Regions from separate parts of the Drosophila melanogaster genome. Here region 2 is linked to region 1. The links are chromatin contacts, called in public targeted proximity ligation maps. All regions are on one chromosome and are shown on one strand. The core of a region is the stretch at or near the end of the contact, and the rest is flanking DNA. Distances in the headings are between cores, read along the strand shown. Region 1 holds the start of CG1146. Region 2 holds the start of Spn (Spinophilin).

Region 1 (6,996 bases), core at 2,541-5,040:
GAACCGATTCACGTGTGAGCTGATGCCAACCATCCATTATCGATTATCCATTTATCCAGGTCATGGGCCCCGATCAGCGGTCTTTGGTGATTTCGAAGACCGGCTCCATTGCGGAGCGTTTGGCGGCACTCCACAAAAGTGGCGAGGACGACTGGAAGAAGCGCATCTCGAAGCGCGACGAAGTCGACGATGTGCACCGTGAAAACTTCGTAAACGTGAGTACCCACCACTTGTATCTGGTATCTGCAATCGTGAATATGGAGTATGTAGTGTTTATGGTATCTGGAAGATAGGTTAAGTTGCAATGCATGCGGTGGTCTGCTGTGGACCGCAACGAATCCGATCTCGATCTCGATCGCAATTGCGTGAAAATGGTTTCCTTATTGCTAATCGTTTTGTTTATTAACGTTGTTGCACTTTTCTCTGCAATTTCTGCAATGCGCCCGTTGTTCGTGCAATGCCAACTGAGCGTTAAACCTGACGGCAATGACATAATAATGCGAAAAGTGCAAGTGATACCGATCGCGGAGGGATGAGGATGAGGATGAGGATGGGGGTGTTATCTGGATGATGTGTGTTGTGACTTACATCCGAGGAAGGGGAATGACGTAATTGAAGTGGGTTCCGCGATAAGGTGTCTTGCTGCGAATTGTGTGTATTATGAATAATCAGAATGGATCATAATGCGAGAGAAGGCCATTCTATACTTACCGAACAGAAATACCTGTAAAGTATCTCACGGTTACTAAAGTGCAATATTTGATAAGAAACTGAATCACTGACATCTTAATTCTCTATAAAAGACATTATATATTGCTAAGTAATTAAGAATTGTATTGCTTATTCTTAGTTTTACATTTACATTACATTACGTATACGTCGTGTAGACTACATGTCGTATACGCAAAAACGTTGCATACATTCGGGCATATCGGCAACACACGGGCAAAACGGCGTGTTCGAATCTCGTAAGAATTATTGCATACTTTCAGGGTGACCACGATCAAACTTTGCATTGATTTTCAAACGAAAACAAACTTGTGCACCTTTTTTTTGGGGGAAGTGCAAGCTTGGCAAGTTTGCTGTTTTCACTAGCCAACCCAAGAGCTTCGGCTGATTTTGCCTTATTATTTATGGGCATGGGCACTTTGCGGCTGCTATCAGACCTGGTTTAAAATCCGATTCCGTTTGGACTGTCAATTAGCCGATCCATTGAAAATTGCCGCTAGCTTTTGGCGAGACATGAAGTTTAGTGAACTCTCTCTGGTAAACGGTTACTTCTGGTTCATAATTATGCGGGCAGTCTTCGGCCGCCCTTTTCGCGCCTTTCCCCAAAGTAATCACACTTAATTACTGGGACTCCGCCTCCTTATACGAGTTTCTATATGTATGTATATACATATATGGTGCCCACCATCCCATCGTCTGTTGGGTGGAGAAATTGTGAGGAAATCGTGTCAGAGCGATCTTCTGACCCACACACCAAACAAAATGCATATTATATTCCCCACTCTCAGGCCAAATGAGTTTTCAAGTGCTGTCGCTTTTGTTATTGTTGTGGTTGCTACAGCTGTTACTGTTTTGGGTTCCCTATTTTCATGGTGGCTCAGTACACTGAGCGAATTAATTGTGGGGGTTCCCATTGCTAGACTTTTATTTATATTGCATTGTATTGCAAACTACAAAGTATTATTTTCTGTGTGCTTGACGACAGCACAGTGGGACAAGGTCAATGTGCAGAGCATATATTTAGAGAAGATAGATCATCTGCAAGGGAGTGCCCATTTCGCTTGTTCCCCCACCCAAAGTTCTACCCTCATTTTCCGCCCCACGACACTTGACGCCCATTATAGTACAATTTATTAATAATTAAGATGAATTTCTGTTTTCTCTGCTCTGATGGACGCGAGACACTCGTATTCATGCGCTGTTTGGCAGACGTCCCAGGTGGCGTATGCGCAATTAGTCTGCCCAACTCTTTGACGCAGTCCCCAAGCGCGTGTCAAGGCAGAAAGAAATCTTTGTAATTTAGCACAATTTATCAGGCCGCGATCGCAGAAAGCGAGTGAACAAACGGAGTGGAGCAAATGAAAATGCGCATAGTAATGAAGGGCTCGCCAGAGTGCCGCATCCAGAATACAGCATCTAGCACACAGCATCTCGCATCCAGGAGTTTCGGTTCCAAGAGGGCAGCTAAAAATATATAGACAGTGTCTAGTTTTCTACTCCTGCCTTCACAATTTGGAGGCAACTGCCAACTTACATTTTGCCATAATTTTCCAAACTTGCCTTGTGGGCTGTGGCAAGCGCAGCATCTGAGAAAGCAAACCAAAGGCAACTACAGCAGCCAGACCAGACACTCAGAGAAAAAATGTGTCAACTGGAAAATTAATGTTTGCTTCCTAAGCAAAAAGAAAAAATATATCTTTCAAATATATTTGTCTGATCTTTAACTTTTTGATTAAACCAAACACTTGGCTCTTGGAAATAATATATGTTTTTGGGCAGTTTACTTACCTTTTTTCCCTAACTGTAGCAACAATTACAAAGTGAAGAAATAAAGATGGAAAAGGAGGCGAACGAAGGTTGCTTTTGGACTGCTTCTAACTGGCAGAAGTTGTTGTTTTAGGGGCTTCGCAGGGTCCGCAGCATTTGATCTCCGCCTGGAGATCTTGAACGTGCTCATCTTCCAGCTGCAGGCCTCGCCTTCTGCTGTTGTAAATTGTTTTGTAAATTTGATATACTTGCAGTTTTGTGCTCCGGCTCGCCGCAGTCTACTTCATTATCATTGTTGCAGTTGCTGCTGCTGCTGCAATGCTGCAATGTTGCTGCGGTGCTGTTGATGTTGCTGCTGTACTTGTTCATTAGTCCATGCCCTCGCATCAGTGACAACAGCGGCGGAAAGGGGCAGAAAAACAGCAGTAGCCCGAGCTGTTCATAAACTTCTAAAATCAACTGCGGCCCTCTGTTTTCCCCGTTTGTATCTGTATCTGTATATATATATATCTGCTGCTGTATCTGTATCTGGCCGATGTATCTACAAGCTGCAAGAATGCCTGCTTATTGCTGATTACTTTTATTGCTTCTGTATGTGATTCATTACTTCTCGAGATAAGGTGGCTTGCTGCTCTCGATCCTCTACCTTTTTTCTTAGTTTCTTGGCAGCTATTGAATTTTTAGACAATTACATCATTGTGCCTCAAGTTGCTGAACTTGCATTGGTTTATTTTTAGTGCGACTAAATGAATTTCGCGTTAGGCCTTCTTGGCTGCCTTCTTCTCTTCTCTGGTGATTCATCTCATCAGCTTGGGCAGATGTGGGCCCAGCCCAAAAATTTCGTTGTCCCTTTTTATTTGGTCACATTCCAGTCACGAAGTGTACAGAAAATGTGTGTGTATACAGACGATCGAATTTTTGTTAAGTTTTGGTACCATGTAAAAGTAAGACTTAAAACAGCTTCCTTAACAATAATGTATTTCGAAATAAGAATTGAGTAGTAATTACAAAGAACCATTACTTGTTCAGTTTCATAGCTGATATTTGTCACATTAAAATCACCCTTTTTATAATTTACCCTTTTTCACGGCATGCCCACAATGATCTTGTTTACTACGCTTAGTTTAATTTAAAAAGCCTTCTTAGCTGTCGTCTTGGCAGCTTCGTCTTCCTCCTCGTCGTCGGAGACTCGGAGCTTCGTTTTCCTCGAAGACCCGGCTTTTGAAGAATCCGATCCAATGCGATACGATGCGATCCCGAGTTCCCGACTTCGGCGGTCTGTAAATTTACGAGGCAGTTTCAATCGCGACTTGGAAGCGAGTGGTTCGCACTTCGCAGCGGCAATTCGAGTTTGATTTGAGCTCTCGATTCGCCAGACATTGTTGCTATTGTTATTAGTATGCATTATTACCCGCTGCCGGTTTCAATTGACATTAAAATTGATAAGCGACAACTAAAAATAAAAATAAAACTGGAGGCCCGCTGCGAGTTGCATAAAAAGTAATGCGAAGTGGTTTCCTGAGTTGCATAAACTGTCGAATGCAGCAGGAAGCGAATGGCACTGTTTTTACTTATCTATTATTTTTTGTTTTTTGTTCGCATTCGCTTGGCAGCGGCTGAAAAGAAAAAGTGAAATATGAAATTATGAAAAGCGATATATAAATACCAAAGTGTTTCAAGGCTGGCTATTCCACTTGTGTGCACAAATAAGCACACATACATACGTGACTACCCACCCACCTGTAAATACAAAACTTTCTCAAAGTGCGACTGTCAAAATAAAATAAGATTTGACATGAAATCTCCGAAGTGACCGCAATCTCTTTGGCCATTACAAATCGCGTAGAAAAGAACCAGAACCCACGCAAATGATTCAGAAATAAGTATTTCACTCTGCTCGACACAAAATGTGTTCTGAAATCCGAAAGGCGCATCTGTTTTCACATCTAGTCGCGATGCAAATGTCTATATTAGATGGGAAGATTTTACAAAAAGATGACACAAATTTCTAAGGGGCGCAAAATCAACAATTAGCAATTAATTCCCATAAATCACAAAGAGGCACCCCAGTTGCTCCGTTTGTTGTTGTTGATCGTGCCTTTCTATATTTGGTTTATTTACCTACGTGAGCTGTTTGCATATGTCGCGTCTCTGATAAACCAGGCAAATATAATAAAACCGAAGATGATACAGAGCGCAGTGGAAATGTGGAAACCGCAGCAAATATTTACACTAATTTTGAAAGAGATATATTCCTAAAAGAAGCTGAAAAATATAACATGCTACTAATGAACTACAAAACTCAGAATCAAAAATTATAATACTTATGTCAGTGTTATACATACAGTATAAATTTCGCAAAGGGTTAAGGTTTGCTAAAAGAACTTCTTTGAAATGAAAGTTGCCCATTTGCTGGCTCCCTCGCACGCGCACGCTCTTATCAGACATGACCAACTACTTGACCCAACCAGAACAACAACAATGGCAGCCCGAACAACAACAACAGCGCAACAGCATCATCAGATTGCCAAGAAGAATTCTGCGCAAGTGCAGCAGGTTTGCTCTCTCTTGAAGAGCGAGCTTAAGGCGACTGCGCTCGCCAAAGAGAGCAGCCGAGCGAGCAAGAGAGCGTGGGGGAGAGCAAAAGCTCCCCGCTTTGGGGAGCAGTTTCGCATCGCACCGCTGAGTTTCGCATCGACATTCGCGTTCACGTCTGAGTTCGAAAAGAGGAGCCGAAGAGAGGAGAACGACCGCGAGGCGCAACGGAATACAAAAAGCGGCTGAAGAAACAAAAGAATCCGATCCGAAACAGCTCGCAAAAAACTAAATAGCTGCTAAATAAATAAATAAATAAATAAAGCTCGGGCTATCAGATGTCGGGCCAAGATAAAAATACGCACTAATGGAAATATAAATATAAATATTAATGCAAGCGGCAGTCGCAAAGTGCAAAACGCAGTGGACACCACTTGAAGAAAGGTGTGTGGGTGTGTGAGAATGTTATCCTTAAAACTACGAAACTTTGGATAGGAGTTTGCAATGTTTTGAATGTCACTCATAATTTTTTAAATGTCTTACCAAGCTCTTTTTATTCAAAACAAATTGAACTCAAGCTGAACCGGTACAAAACATTGCAAACCCGAAAACAAAGCTTGGATAAACAAGAAACTAATACATAAATACCTAAAAATATTTGAAAAGAAAGAATCAAAATCTTCGAAGTGTAATGACCAGCTCTTGAAAACACTTTAGAAACTGAACGTCCAATGAGATCTGGATAATTTTCAGAACATACACACATATATTTTTGTGGACACAAAAAGAAAAACGCGAACTAAGTAAATAAACCAGTCACGGAAGACATTGCTGAATAAATAAAAACTCCAAGTAAATATTTTGCAATGTGTTCCGTTCTGCCAGCAGTGAATAAATAAATGAAATATCCCATTATTTAACCAATCCCCTTGCAGAGTGATGTGATGTCATAATAAAACTTTGCCCTTATCGACAATATAAAAAAAAGTGAAAAAAACGATATCAGCGGAAAAGCGAGGTAAAAGTTAATAAATACCGCCAAGCAAATCGAATTGCAATTTGTGATAACAAAGCGAGCATGACGGACTACACGGAATACGTGGAAACCGCCTGGAAGTATGCGGAATGGCTACCTTACCTCCTCGTCTCCTACGTGGTAGTCACCCTGCTGCCGAAGTCCCTCATCCGGATGAAACGCTTCGCGGACGCGGACTACGAGGCCAACAGGAACATGTTTCACCGCTGCTACGGCCCAGAGCTATGCTGCCACGTTCTGGGCCAGGAGCAGGTCGCCGGAAAGGTGAAGCCCAAGGCCAGGAAGCCAGTGACCCGGGTGTATCCCAAGCGTCAGCAGGTGGCGCCCAAAGCGGAGCTACCACCTCCTAGTCCAGCGCCCGTTAAGCGGAGCAACGTCACCAAGATAGCCAGGATGTTTGAGACGGGCAACACGCGCCAGGTGAGCCGCGTTGCGCCCATAACGCTTCCCGAGATCAGGATGTTCGGAGCAAGCGATGAGTCCAGAGACTCGACGCCCTGCGTCTCGCGGAAAACCAGCATCGCCAGTCAGCTCTCGGCTCAGCTGCAGCACATCGAGCAGACGATGCACCTGTGGCAGGAACTGGAGGAGGAGCCCTCCAAGAAGGCATCCAGCCACAACGATTGGGAGCCCATGGCAGTGCCGGTTCCAAGACGAACCCGTGGTACCTCTGCCACGCCCTCCACGGCCTCCCCGCTCTCCAGTTCCCCGGAACTGGAGCACTCCCGATCTCCGGTTCTCCTGAGGAAGCCGCCTTCCCTGTGCCTGCAGACCAGCATGGAGGATATATTCCAGGTGATCGCCCGGAGTGCCGAGGAGCCGGAAGACTGCCCGGACTGCCAGTGCCTCTCGCCGGTGACCAGCATCGATGATATTCTCTCCGAGCGGAGGTTCTCACGCCCCCTGTCCGCCTACTCCATCACCGATCT
Region 2 (6,996 bases), core at 2,928-5,427, 65 kb after region 1:
GCCACTGAAGGTTGCTAAATTGCATAATTCAGAAACTACCACGTAGGGTTAAAGCCTTCGACAACGCGACAGCTTATAAAAGTTACAGTAATGTTTTTGTAATTGGCTTAAAAACTTGTTAATTAAGAAATTAACAACGTTGCATTACATTATGTTAACATATAGTGTGGGAAATATAGTGAAACATTTCCACTCTTCTGCCTTATAATTCCCAACTAGCCATTTCGTTTGACTTATTAAGGGAAGTAATCCTCTTTTGTTCAGAGGGTTAAACGCCTGGCAGACAGAAACTTGATGGGATGTCCATACCAAACGTATGTTAATAATGCCCAACGACAGAGCCCGCAGGCTCATTAGGTACATATACATATACATATCGATCGGGGATAAGGAGGCGGCATCCGGAGGAGGAGTGCCTCAAGTGGGGCAGTATAACCCACCCATTTTCGGTGTTGTACGTTATGTGATTCGAAAGCTTCGCCTGCCGCATGTTTTCCCCTCTCTGGTTTTGTGTTTCGGTTTTGTTTCGCCGTGGGTTACACAAACATTTCAAGTTGTTCCACAGGGTTTTTTTCAGTTTGCTGTCCGGACAAGTGGACAAAGTGGTGCGCAAGTGGTTGCATGGCCGTTAGAGAGGTGTGGGTTGAACTCTGGGCGGGAATGGGGTCCGCTCCGGCCCCATGGACCACTGCAGCTGTGGCCAACTATCAATTACCTAAATGCAACTGGCGTAATCATTGGAATCTCATGCGGAGCGGCATACGATAATTATATGAAAGTATTCTGGATATAAAGAAGTTTAAAACAGCACCAAGTCTTATTTAATCCTACTATAGTCTAATGTCAGTACTCGTATCAAGTTCAAGTTTTTCTAACATGTATTACCACTATTTCTCTGCCAAATTCGACCGACTAATTGAACTGCAACCTGGGTTCAGTGAACCCTGTAACAATCAAATAAAAATCAAGCCACAAATGGCCACATTAGGCTTAGCTAATATCGCTTTTCCTCAGACAATAAAAGCCGAATGGCCCCAAGCCATGAACGAATCATGATCATTGATCAACCGAAAATCCAAGACCCAAACGCGCACACAATTTAGATGCCTTATATGGCGGATCGCCAAACGGCAGCCTCATAAAAAAAGGTAGGAAAAAAAAGTGGATGAATAAATAAAGGCGACATTTTGCGGCGACTGTTAATATCAGTAGAGATACATAGATATATACACCTATAGCTACTATTGTGGCTATGGGTTTTCATTGAAAAGTCGACTAAAAATGCCAGAGATCCAAGATCATATGGCGCAAAAAATGGACCCAAAAGAGTCGTGTGCTAAGCTTGCGCCAAATCAAGTGACGCAAGAGATAAAGTCAGGGGTATCTATATTTTTTTAGGGGGCTACGGGGGAATTCCTAAACTTGATTTCGCCAGCTGCGCGTGGGCCACCGAAAAAAGATACAAAAACAAACGGAAAAACATAACACTCAAGAGTTCGGAGATATCTGTGATCTCGATTTCGTTCGAAATAGTTGACTTTTTGCCGGTCTCAGCATTGCAAAAGATTTCCATAAATGCGAAAAGTAAAAAAAAACAATATACATATCAGTGATTAACATAAAACTCAGATTTACACGAAAACAGAGTCTGTCTACTTCTTTAATTAAGAATAATCTCTTGAATAACTATTCTCTTGTCTGTTTGCGTTTGATTTATTTAATTCACACAGATCTGCGATCTGGATTTCTGTGGAAATAGTTGCGACAAGATTCAGAAGTAAAATAAATAGCATAAATGTGAAGCAATAAATCAAAGTCTTTCAACTTTGGTAATTTTTTTGAAAAGTTAAATTCTTTAATCTGATCAGCAGATGTCAAGATTTTCCATAAACAAAACTGAATAATATGAAACAATTATTCATGTTCAAGCTTTGGCACATAATCAAGATTATTGCTATTTAATGTTTGATCTGTCATCTGGCTTCCTATATGGTTTTTTTTTTTAATGAAGAACAACTTTTTTGAAATACTCGGTGCAGTTTTGAGAACATTTAAGCCGTTGCAAAAGTTTTCCATAAATGCCAAAATGGTGAAACTATAAATTCAAGGCGTTGAATTAACTTTTGGCTACTCAAAGGCATTAGCATAATGCCCAGATTTGCATGAAAATTAACGCATTTGAATGTTCAATCTGTCAAATGCTATGCGATTTTGGCTGTTTCGTTAATTAAGAATAATTTGTTGAATAACTTTTTGTGCCTGCATTTGACTAATTAAGTTTATGCAAATTGCTCGAGCGTGGGCGAAAGTTTAATGACGCCGGAAAATAGCTGAATACTTTATGAGTTTTTAAGTCGCCGACAAATTGACGATGGATATTGTGTGGAAATAAAAATTGAAACATTAAAGTGAAGCAACTATAAATAAATATACACAGAAGTCATAAAACAAAGGCGGGCCCTTCATCTTGTTGTGTTCTACCCCAAACTCCCCTTATTGTATCTTTTGGAGCTCCCTCTTCCAGTGCACTGGAAAAAGCGTTAGATATGGTTTATCTATAAAGATATTGTATGAAAATTTTATTCTCTACCACACACTATACGTTAATTTTAATACAAGACCTTTAAATTGAGATAAGCATCAGATACCACATTTTTTCTCAGTGTATTGGGGACTGACATGAAGCGCAACTGTTTCTGCGAGACAAAGGAGCAGAGAGAGAAGAAGACGACGAAGGAAGTGGAAGCGGGAGTGGAGAATAAGGAGCACAACAGAGGGAAGTCGTTGAAATTAAATACGGTTTGTAACCAGAAATTCCGCAACTAAAAATAAACAAATGAGAAAAAGAAGCGCAGAGCACGCGACGCACAAAAGAGGGTGAAATTGTACCCGCGAAGAGCTGAGTTTAACAACAATATAATGTTCTTGGCCTCGCCAGCGATTTTTTATTGAGGAAATAGTGCAAATAGAATTGTGATTTCTGCATATTTGCATAAATTGCGGCCACTCGCAGAATTGCAAAACAAAGAACGGCGATAAATAAGGCCAAAACAACGATAGCGAAATTATCAGAAGAAACCCACACATGCAAACAGAACCTAAGACAACAAGAGAAAAACAAAAGTCACTTGCTTTCGTTTTGTTTTGTTTTGTTATGTTATGGTTTTTTATCACCCAGTCTCCATCTCGCTCTCGCTCCCCCTCTCTCCCGCTTCTCTTACTCATTCCCACCCGATCGGAGTTGCATTTTGCGATCAACGGTTCTTTGGTTGGGGCATACTTCCTGCTCGCTCGCACCTACGCGAAAAGGCTCTGCGAAACCAGTTATTAAAAGCCATAAAAAGGAGAACCGTTTAACTGTTTAAGTGTCCCATGTTGGTTTTTTCGCCAGGTGTCTGAAACTTCGCCAGCTGTTGGCCGAAACTATTTTCGTATTTTCGTGTTTCGCTCGCAATTCTGCAATTTGCAATTGTTTTTTCGGGGGTTTTTTGCTGTCCTGCTTCTGCGCAGAGGGTGCAAGCAGGACGACAGGACTCGAACTCACACACACCCCTAAAAATGCCGCTACTCCAAATGCAATTTCATTGTTTTACCGTTGTATTTGCACTAAAATCGGAACCTGAATTTAATGGCGATTTCGTTTCAAAATATTTGCGTACACCCGGAATTGTGTGGCACCCACACCCCCAATTTACACTTCGTATTTCGTTCAACTCCGGCGCAGCTTCGTTTTGCTCTCTATATACAGCTTCATTGCGTTTTTTTTTATTAAATTTCTTTGCGCAAAAGGAGTGGCGTTGTCCAGGATTTTTTCACACATACACATGGACCTTATACACATATAGTCGGCGTCTTTTTATTTTCATTCGCACTGTTTTGTACTTTTTTCCGGCACATTAGCTTTTCGCCAAACTCCATTTAACACTCCTTTGCTGGGATTTACCTTTAAAAAGCTTTTTGTTTAGCCCTTTCGGTATACACAAATCCTTTTTTTTAAATACTCGCGACCCGGAATACTCGAATATATCCTATTTCGAAGGACGTTAATTGTACGATGAAAAAAATCACTCGATCATCATATGAACTCAGTACCCGCGGCAATTTATACTTATTGTTGATATTTTTGCAGCGGTTAAACTCGCGACGAAAACGCGTCCGTTTAGCTTGAATTTCGGGCCGATTTTGGTTTTGCTTTGTTTTTTTAGAGCTGGTACGATAGGAGACGACTATTCGATACTATCGGTGAATTGTTTTGGCGCTATGGGTTTTTAATTCTCGATTCAAGTGCGGTCTCACTGATAACTTGCTAATAATATTCGATTTATTCACTTATATTCGAGCAATCAGCGCTACATTTCAAAAAGTTTGTGTTCTAAACTGGCATTGCTTTGGCCATTTTACGAAATTCAAATTTATTTTTCCTTAGGAAACGCACAACGCTTGAAAATGCAGCTCAATATTTAATATTTAAAGAGCTTAAGTTTTTAAGAAAATTATAGTAAATCTGTATTATTCACTTTAGGTCATTTGTAAGGTAATGTAAAAACTAGCAAAGACTCAAACCAGTAGAAAGCTCTCTACATTCATGTTAAATATTGAAATATTCGTTTGGTGACCGAATTTTAAAATACCTTTTGTATTAAAATAACTTCTTAATAATAAATACCAACCGGCAAATAAAATGCGGATCTTTTGTTGTATTTTTTTTTTTTAATTTTGAGATTATATATATATAATAATTAGATTTACATTCATTTCTGTACCATTTTACTTGTTTTATTTTAGAAATAAAGTAAGCATTTATTACTAATTCTTTTATTTTTTTTTTTTGTTGCTTTAGACGTGCATGTTGGTGCACTTATCTTTCCATTTTGCTTGGATGAACATTACTAAATACGGGGGCGTACAATCAGTTTATAACACAAAAACAAACAATATTTTAAATATACTTCTTCATGAGACTTTTTCGTGTGGAAGAGAAGGGAGTGGGGCGAAATCACGCAAACAACATAAAATAAGGCAGAATTAGTGTTTCATTGGGGACATTGGAGTGTGTGCCAGTTGGGGACAAGATTCTTCTATATGCACTCGATATAGAGATATTGCAACGTGACCACTTTTGATATTGAAGCTAGTGAAAACACAAAGAAATGCACACAGTACAAAAAGCGGAGATGGTTATCAATTTTAACATGCTACGATTTATAGAATTTTGGTTTAATTTCCCTCCTCGATTCGTTCATCCGTTATTTTTGCTTTTGTTTTCATCATTCTCTTGGCTCTGTATAAAAGTTCAGTAAAAAATGCAGCTTAACTAGGTTCTCGTTTTGTAATTCCCTCCAATTTCGTTATTAAGGTAGCTCTCCTCGCAAACGACGTGGTGCGTTTCTATACTTCCATTGGATTTCCTCAATTGTTGCAAGCTTGCTTGGGTTTTGTGTTGCTTTCGGCTTTATTTTACATTAATCAATTATTTACTTGTTTATCACTTAGTTTTTACAATGGCGTTTTATGTGGGTTTTGTTTGCTTTGCTTTGCTTCGCTTCGCTTCGATTTCCATTTGCATTTGCATTTGCATAAAATGTATAAATTTCCTCTGCTCTCTCTCCACTAACACGTATTTATCAGAAACGCACAAATAAATTCTATTTGATAATATCAAGAACAAAAACTAACTGCATATATTTTCTTCTATATTTTCTGCTGTGCGCAGAAAATTCGATATACTTGTATGTTTTGTGGGCTTATGCTGCGTTGCTAACTTTCAACTTAAGTTTAACTTGTAAGCGAAATCATACACAATCGTGAAACGACATTTGAAATGAATCTGAATCTGAATCGTGTGTGCTGGGTGTTTGTTCAGTTATGTAACGTTAATATACATACATCGAAAGGATGGAGGATACGAATTGCTTTAATTGCGGTTTTTTTTCTGACCAGATCTGACAAAAAACCTCGACGAGTGAGCTTGAAATGTTCGTTTCTAAATATTAAGTAGATTATTTTATACACATATATATATATATATATATATGTATATATATATATATAGACTCGCGTTGATCGAGTTTTCTTAGCACATTTACTAATTGAAACGTTGTCGTGGTGAATTTCATAAGCACAAGTTCATGACCTCGGGTTGTTGGTATGTTGTTGAGTGTTGTTGTTGTTGTTGTTGTTGGTGTGTTTGTTTAGGATATCTCACTTAATCGTTATGCACTCTTCACTTAAATCAGCTAATTATCTTTTATGTGTTCGCGTTAGATACTTTCATTCATTTTCGTTTGCCTTTTGTGGTAAAATAAGAAGAAAATGTTTATGGGTTGATTTTGTTGCCGGTTGAGCAAATCGATCGCTGGGCCGTCGATCGAAGGCTGCCTGCCACGATCATCGATCGTCGATTGGATTGGATTGAATTGGATTGGTTTCGATTGGATTCGATTACCAATTGGCCATGCCCGGCTTGTTGAGCGTCATAAAGTAGATTTGACACGATGAAGCACCTTTGGCACTGCTGAAGAATACTTTGTCGTTTCGCTCGCAAAGGAATTTCAAGCGCTGCGCCTTTTTGTGCATGAACACACCATCCAAATGGCCGCTCTCAACGGAACGTATCTGTAATGAGGGCACAAACCATTAAAATGATTACTCGAGGTCCCAAAAGCATGCTCACTCACCTCTATTGCTTTATTGCCCCAGCCCATGATTTGTCCAGTGCCGATGTAGGCCACCGAGGTGGGCATCTCGCCCCACTAAGAAGGAGTAAAAAAAAAGTGTATTAACACACTGGCCAACTAAATAGCTAGAAGTATTCCCCGATGACTTGCCTGCAGTACAATGTTCTTGGAAACGCGGCCCACAGTGTTCACATAGACGCCCTCATTGTCGTAGCACAGCAGCAGTTGCATGCCATTTGAGTTGGGAAGCGCCACAATACAATGCGGAATGATTGCACCCTGAGTCTGCAGAAATAGCAATTATTTAGCAATCAATTAC

What was found.
Region 2: a targeted proximity ligation map of the Kc167 cell line shows a contact between it and region 1, with 2.6 times the contacts expected there. A contact is called at or near these places in 10 of 107 Hi-C or Micro-C datasets (the D17-c3 cell line, the Kc167 cell line, the OSC cell line and 2 more) and 2 of 7 datasets of targeted methods (both in the Kc167 cell line).

Annotation. Positions count from the first base shown.
Region 1 is chr3L:2,485,014-2,492,009 of dm6, forward strand. It overlaps CG1146, which reads left to right and starts at 3,791. Exons shown (of 2, transcript NM_167951.2): 1 at 3,791-3,877; 2 at 5,967-6,996. The coding sequence starts at 6,110. Svil (Supervillin) reads left to right here. Exons shown (of 19, transcript NM_001299990.1): 13 at 60-215.
Region 2 is chr3L:2,550,115-2,557,110 of dm6, forward strand. It overlaps Spn (Spinophilin), which reads right to left and starts at 4,178. Exons shown (of 16, transcript NM_001259642.1): 1 at 3,944-4,178. msn (misshapen) reads right to left here. Exons shown (of 18, transcript NM_206252.3): 16 at 6,828-6,962; 17 at 6,678-6,752; 18 at 4,733-6,615. The coding sequence ends at 6,442.